2 separate regions of the Mus musculus genome follow, and region 1 is linked to region 2. The links are chromatin contacts, called in public Hi-C maps. All regions are on one chromosome and are shown on one strand. Each heading gives the region's core, a stretch centred on a gene start, on an enhancer-like site or on the middle of the called end of the contact. The rest is flanking DNA. Distances are from core to core; before and after follow the strand shown. Region 1 has its middle 46 kb from the start of Cntln. Region 2 overlaps Bnc2 (basonuclin 2).

The links. Hi-C and Micro-C count contacts between places; a contact is called where the count stands out from the background.
Region 1: a Hi-C map of the N1E-115 cell line shows a contact between it and region 2, with 14 times the contacts expected there. The contact joins two enhancer-like sites. A contact is called at or near these places in 1 of 484 Hi-C or Micro-C datasets (the N1E-115 cell line) and 1 of 9 other capture datasets (embryonic stem cells).

Annotation. Positions count from the first base shown.
Region 1 is chr4:84,836,750-84,839,635 of GRCm38.p6, forward strand. No RefSeq gene overlaps it. Among named protein-coding and RNA genes, the nearest start is that of Cntln, 46 kb to the right of the region's middle. Within about 2 kb of position 1,527, at least 3 of the 459 cell types and tissues checked have an H3K27ac peak or open chromatin away from gene starts, as enhancers often do. A contact at or near this core is called in the N1E-115 cell line, where this site is marked.
Region 2 is chr4:84,276,744-84,279,636 of GRCm38.p6, forward strand. The region is part of intron 6 of Bnc2 (basonuclin 2); the gene reads right to left. Among named protein-coding and RNA genes, the nearest start is that of Gm33597, 57 kb to the left of the region's middle. Within about 2 kb of position 1,573, at least 4 of the 459 cell types and tissues checked have an H3K27ac peak or open chromatin away from gene starts, as enhancers often do. A contact at or near this core is called in the N1E-115 cell line, where this site is marked.

The sequences.
Region 1 (2,886 bases), core at 277-2,776, 560 kb after region 2:
CCATGCTAACCACTGGCCGTGAGTGAGAAAGGACCAGAAGGAAGGCAGAAGGTTCTTCTGCAATAAGAGCACACAGAGGATGAAGATTGCAGTTGAGCAATATGCTTTCATGCAATGAAAATGAGAATTCACAAAGTACATGAATATCAAAACAATAAAATATTATTTATAACTCTCAGAACATTCCACAAAAGTTTCTTTTTAACCACAACAATTCAGTCCAGCTACTCTTTGTGCTGAGTATAGCCTTGGTAGAGATCAAATACAGTGTTATAATAATGAAAACAGTTTTTACCACTCAAATTATATCACATATGCTTTATTAAGGTTTCTGTTACCAGCTTCCAAGTTTGTCTCCCTGGCTGTCTCATATACAACTCAGGAGGGGAATCTCGGGTACTCCGACTCACCTGGGTATGCTAACCACTAGAGGGCAACATTGGCCACACACTTATTCTAAGGCTCTTGTGGAGGGCAGAGTAGCTATAGAATGGGCTTCTATACACATAATTAGGTTTTATTGAACAACCAGTGTGGATGGCAATATTGGGTTTTGTGATGTCCGTGTATATGATCACATACTAAAAAGGAGTGGTTGTAATAATACGTCCACTATGTTTGAACATCGTTTTGCAAATGGTCCTTGAATATCAATGACTAGACAATGCACCAATCTTACAATGATTACATCACAAATAGATTCAAATATGGCACTTGAAAACTGTCCAAATGGTAAGTAGAACTAACCAGGGAGTCTGTTCGGCACCTGAATCCTCGAAGGACAGACAAACCTGATTTTCTTTGTTTTACAGCATTTTACAAATTTTTATTATGAAAGGTCAATGATGTTTTTCTCCTATCATAGGAAAATCATCTCTAGTTCCTTACTAAAACACAATTATTATTAGAGGTACAAAGTGGAAAGTGGGTTCTTGTAGAACTATTCATCTTTCATCTGTAGGATTAAGATTATTTCTAATTCACAGAGAACATAATATTAACTGGTTAGTATGTTAAATATCTTCTGAATTCACTCAGGAATTTACAAAAGAGTTTATAATTTTGCTGACTGGCTTCTTCCATTTGCATAAAATGTATGTCACAAATATCAGCTAGTATTTATTTTTCATTTCCTAGAAACTTTAGAAACTCTGTAATGTTCTTGGTTTTTAACAAACAGCCGAAACAGTCTTGGAATATTAATATGACATCAGAAAAATCCAACCATTTAGATTAAGACAATATTTGGTTCATATGTTCTTTAAGCATCAAAGATAAGATGAGGAGCCGTGAAGACTGACAGCTTTCCAGTCGGGGTTGATTAAATTAAGCTCGTTTTGGTAACTAGGAAATGAAGAAACTAGACCACATCAAATAAATAGTCTCAGTTAAGGACAGTGCAGCGGTGACACTGGACAAATGTCAGATTAAGCAGATGCTGCCATCAGTCCATTTGTTGTCATGATTGTAATGTGGCAACTGGCTCCAGAGACAGAGGTATTCTGAAGGAGAGCTTCCTGGGATGGCACTTTTTGTTGACTCCATAAATGAGTATGAGTCATAGTGATGAGGGGATACTGGCTGCCACACCCACAACTGTCAAAGCAGAAACCAGGGGAGAAGAAACCACCAGAGTTTTATTTCTCTTTTGAAAAACAACAACACACACAAATTCCTTAAATTTCCCCTTAAATTTCTCAGGTCTTCTCTCTCTCTCTACTCTCTCTCTCTCTCTCTCTCTCTCTCTCAAAGGGAATTCGACTTCTACTTCAAACATATGTTACAGGCTTTTAAAATATATTTAGAATTTTATTTATGACACACATACCTTAGGTAGCTCAAGAGACCAAAATTCCATCAAGTAAAGAGGTGAACATTCATTACATGACTTCTTTATTTAATTATGAAATACAAAAGCCCATTAGTAGAATGGCCTGTTGGCCTGGAGAGAGGATGCTGGCCTGCCTGCCACGGGGTGGACCTGCAGGTTTCTCTCCTGCTCTAGCTTGCCAAGCTGGCAGGCTTTTGGAGAGCAGAATCAACCTCAAAAAGGAAAAGGAGAAAGATGTGGAATTCTGACCTCTTCGTTATCACCACACTATAAAATACACCCGTGCAAACCTTGCAAACAACAGCTATATGGGTGCCTTATTTTTATTTTATTTTTTTTAATTAGGTATTTTCTTCATTTACATTTCAAATTCTATCCCAAAAGTCCCCCAGCCCACCCTCCACTCCCCTCCCCCCACTCCCACTTCTTGGCCCTGGCATTCCCCTGTACTGGGGCATATAAAGTTTTCAAGACCAAGGGGCCTCTCTTCCCAATGATGGCCGAATAGGCTACCTTCTGCTACATATGCAGCTAGAGACACGAGCTCCGGGGTACTGGTTAGTTCATATTGTTGTTCCAACTATAGGGTTGCCGACCCCTTTAGCTCCTTGAGTACTTTCTCTAGCTCCTCCATTGGGGGCCCTGTGATCCATTAAACAGCTGACTGTGAGCATCCACTTCTGTGTTTGCCAGGCACTGGCATAGCCTCACAAGAGACAGCTATATCAGGGTCCTTTCAGCAAAATCTTGCTGATTCGTGCAATGGTGTCAGTGTTTGGAGGCTGATTATGGGATGGATATACGGGAGCCTTATAAAGTCTTTACTTATTGTTTGAATTTGAATAAAATATATTTTAGGAGAAATGTATGAAATTATAAACCTGAAATCTAGTCTGTGTTCTGCTACCAGCTGTGTGATAGGGCAGAAATCACATTAAATCACTTAAAATGCCTGTTTGTGGTGGTGATTACTAGCTTGGCCTAGCCATAGGAAGTTTCTGCAGATCAAGTAATTTGATGTTGGTGAACATTGCCACACACAGCAGAAAGCAGAG
Region 2 (2,893 bases), core at 323-2,822:
GTTAGTGTGTCAGCCACAGAGGACCTCGCAGCAGACAGCTTATACATTAAATAAGAGCAGGAGAATAAACATGAAACAGGGTAAAAGAATGGAAATTCTCTCCTCGTCTCAATGGAACAGTCTAAATGTACTTAAAATCGGAAAAGAACAGCAAATAAACTGTTCCTGGTGCAGCAAATACTGTGTAAAAAGATGAGCATTTTCAAAACGTAAATGGTGTACGTAATTTAGGTTTAACTTTAAAAAAAAATTTTCCTCCTCACTCTCCTGTATTTCATGTTTATAGTTAAAAAAAAAAGTCTTAGCAAATTAGTGACTTCAAATAGTTAAGAGATCCTTTCTTGAACCTATCTGGAATTCCAGTCAAATCTAATAGTAAAATACATTTATTTTTTCAAAAGTTACTACATTTTATAGTATTGAACTGTCTTCATAAAATAATGCTATTTCAAGGTTTAATTCTTTAAAGCATAAGCTGCTATTTTCTAAAATATCCGGCCCCTACCTCCCCCCATAAAAAATCCAAAAGGATAAAATTAATGCACAGTAAATTAAAAAAATTCAAACACAATGACATATATTCCCTTTATTTGACAAATAGAACCCTTGCTTTGACAAGCAAAACCTCACCGAAAGCTTTGCTTGTGTTTAAAAGGGTGAGATTCATTCCCAGAGCATCTATAGGGATCTCACTTGAAAAGTCCATGTCACTGTTTATCTGAAAACATTGCCTTGTATTTACATCCCCCGTTGACTTTTAAAGCGCCCTTGGGCATATACCTCTCTCCACCTGCAAATGCTCAGATATTTGCCAAGTCCCTAAATTGAAAGCTACCCTCCAAAAAATAAAGTGATATAGAAACAGGAAATAAAACTTGCCAGCGTCAGAAGCTGGCATCTTAGAGAAGTTAATTGTGATAGTAGAAATGACCTAAACGGCCAGCATTAACTTCATGAGACCTCCTACTTATAATGAAAAGCCACTTCAATTGGCACCAAGTATAGCTAACATTTCCTAGAGATGTGTGAGAGGTATGTGCCTCCAGGACCAGAAAGGAGGGAGAGGTGTCCCACCTTTCCACATGAGACAATCAGCACTCTGGGTGGAGGGGGCAGAGGGGGGCAGCCCTCTCCACGCTGCACTTGGGAAGGCTGAGCTTACCTTGTGACAATAAGATCAGCTTTCTAATCTTTTGCTAAATCGATCACAAAAGAAAGCAAGAATGAGAGACAGAGAGAGAGAGAGAGAAAGAGAGAGAGAGAGAGGGAGAAAGAGAGAGAGAAAACAAATTCACATTCTAGGCATCCGGTTTTAAAAAACTTAAACAATAAAATAGGGATTTAAATTGTCTGATCTCAAAATTATTTTCTGTCATAAGTGATCATCTGTATGTTGTCTTGATTTTCAGATCACCTGAATATTCCAAAAACCATAAATCAAATGAGCTAAAACCGAATTTACAGCATCAGCATCATCCATAAATGAGTTCCAAACAGATGCATGCAGTGTGCGGATGTATGAATGTAGATAAACAGATGTTGTCACCACAGTCCTGTTCTGACATTCACCCTCTCTTCCCCTAACACCCCCCTGCCACTTGTCCCTGGTGTCAGGTGACTCAAGTGTACACTGCTAAGCAGAGTGCAGAAAGTGCCTACCATGAAGTTCTTAGAATGTCATGCGGGGGAGACACATACCACCAGGGCTTAACAAGAAGGAACGTGGAGATAGTTAAAATGTGTATCGCTCCTCTATTGATAAAACAGTCTGCCAACTGTAAGCAGCTCATGAAACCCTATCGTCACTCATTACTTTTAACACCCACCCTTTCCGAGTTTCATAAGCACACATCTGACTGCAGTCTAGACCTCTGTGCTGTTGCTCACACATCCGCAGTCACTGCACTTCCTAGGTTCGCTGCTGAGAAAACAGCAGCCAGACACACAAAAGTTGCATCAAGACAGACTGAATAGGAAAGAATAAATTAACATTGACAAGAGGGTATGCTGATCACCCAGAGGGACACCTCTGCCATAAGATGACTTGTGAATTTACACATCTCCACTGATATGTTACCAGGAAGAGATTTTTCTCTTCATTTCTCACATGCAGCACAAGAGGACTGTAATCTAATTAGATGATGTACCAGCCCTCAATATCTGTCAACCAAACGATGTGCAGAAATGTGGAGACCAGCTCTGGCACTCGGTGCAACAGTGTCCCTTTTCCGCTGTCAGCAGTACTGTTGGCCTCTGCTAATATAATTACATTGACTTTTATTCAATTAAGTGCCATCTCTCGCTTACAAAAAAAAAGCTACTTTATCAATTGATTCAGGTGTAATGTAATAATAAAGATGAACTCATGGCAGTGCATTAACTTTGCTGTTCATAACTTCAGTGCATGGGTTCATTCACAGCAGTCGATTTCCATTATGCAACCACAGTTCAAGAGAATTGATTCTTTTATGTTCACTTCTTAATCTATTTCATTTTTGTTTAATAATCTTCCCAAATGCCATATGCAAAACACATGGATGGGGTGAGGAGAATGGGCTGGGGGAAGCCTGCTGGTTTAGCCCCATGCCTTGGACTTGGGAGTCTTTGCCATGCTATTGCTGGGGTTGGAAGAAGAGCAGGAAAGTGGGCTGACCAAGGTTCCTAGCAGGAACTGGTCCTGTTCCTCAGGTTAGCGTTCTCACTCTACCAAATGGACCGCTTGGCTTTAACAAAGACCTATTGTCAGACCCTCTAATCGGTCAGTTCAAACCACTGACTGTCATAAAAAATACCGTCCTCGTGAGATTCAAAGACCCGGGGTTAATAGCCATTTGAAGAATATTACAAGTTTAATTGGATCAGCAAAACTGAAGAGGTAAAAAGAAGGAAGACA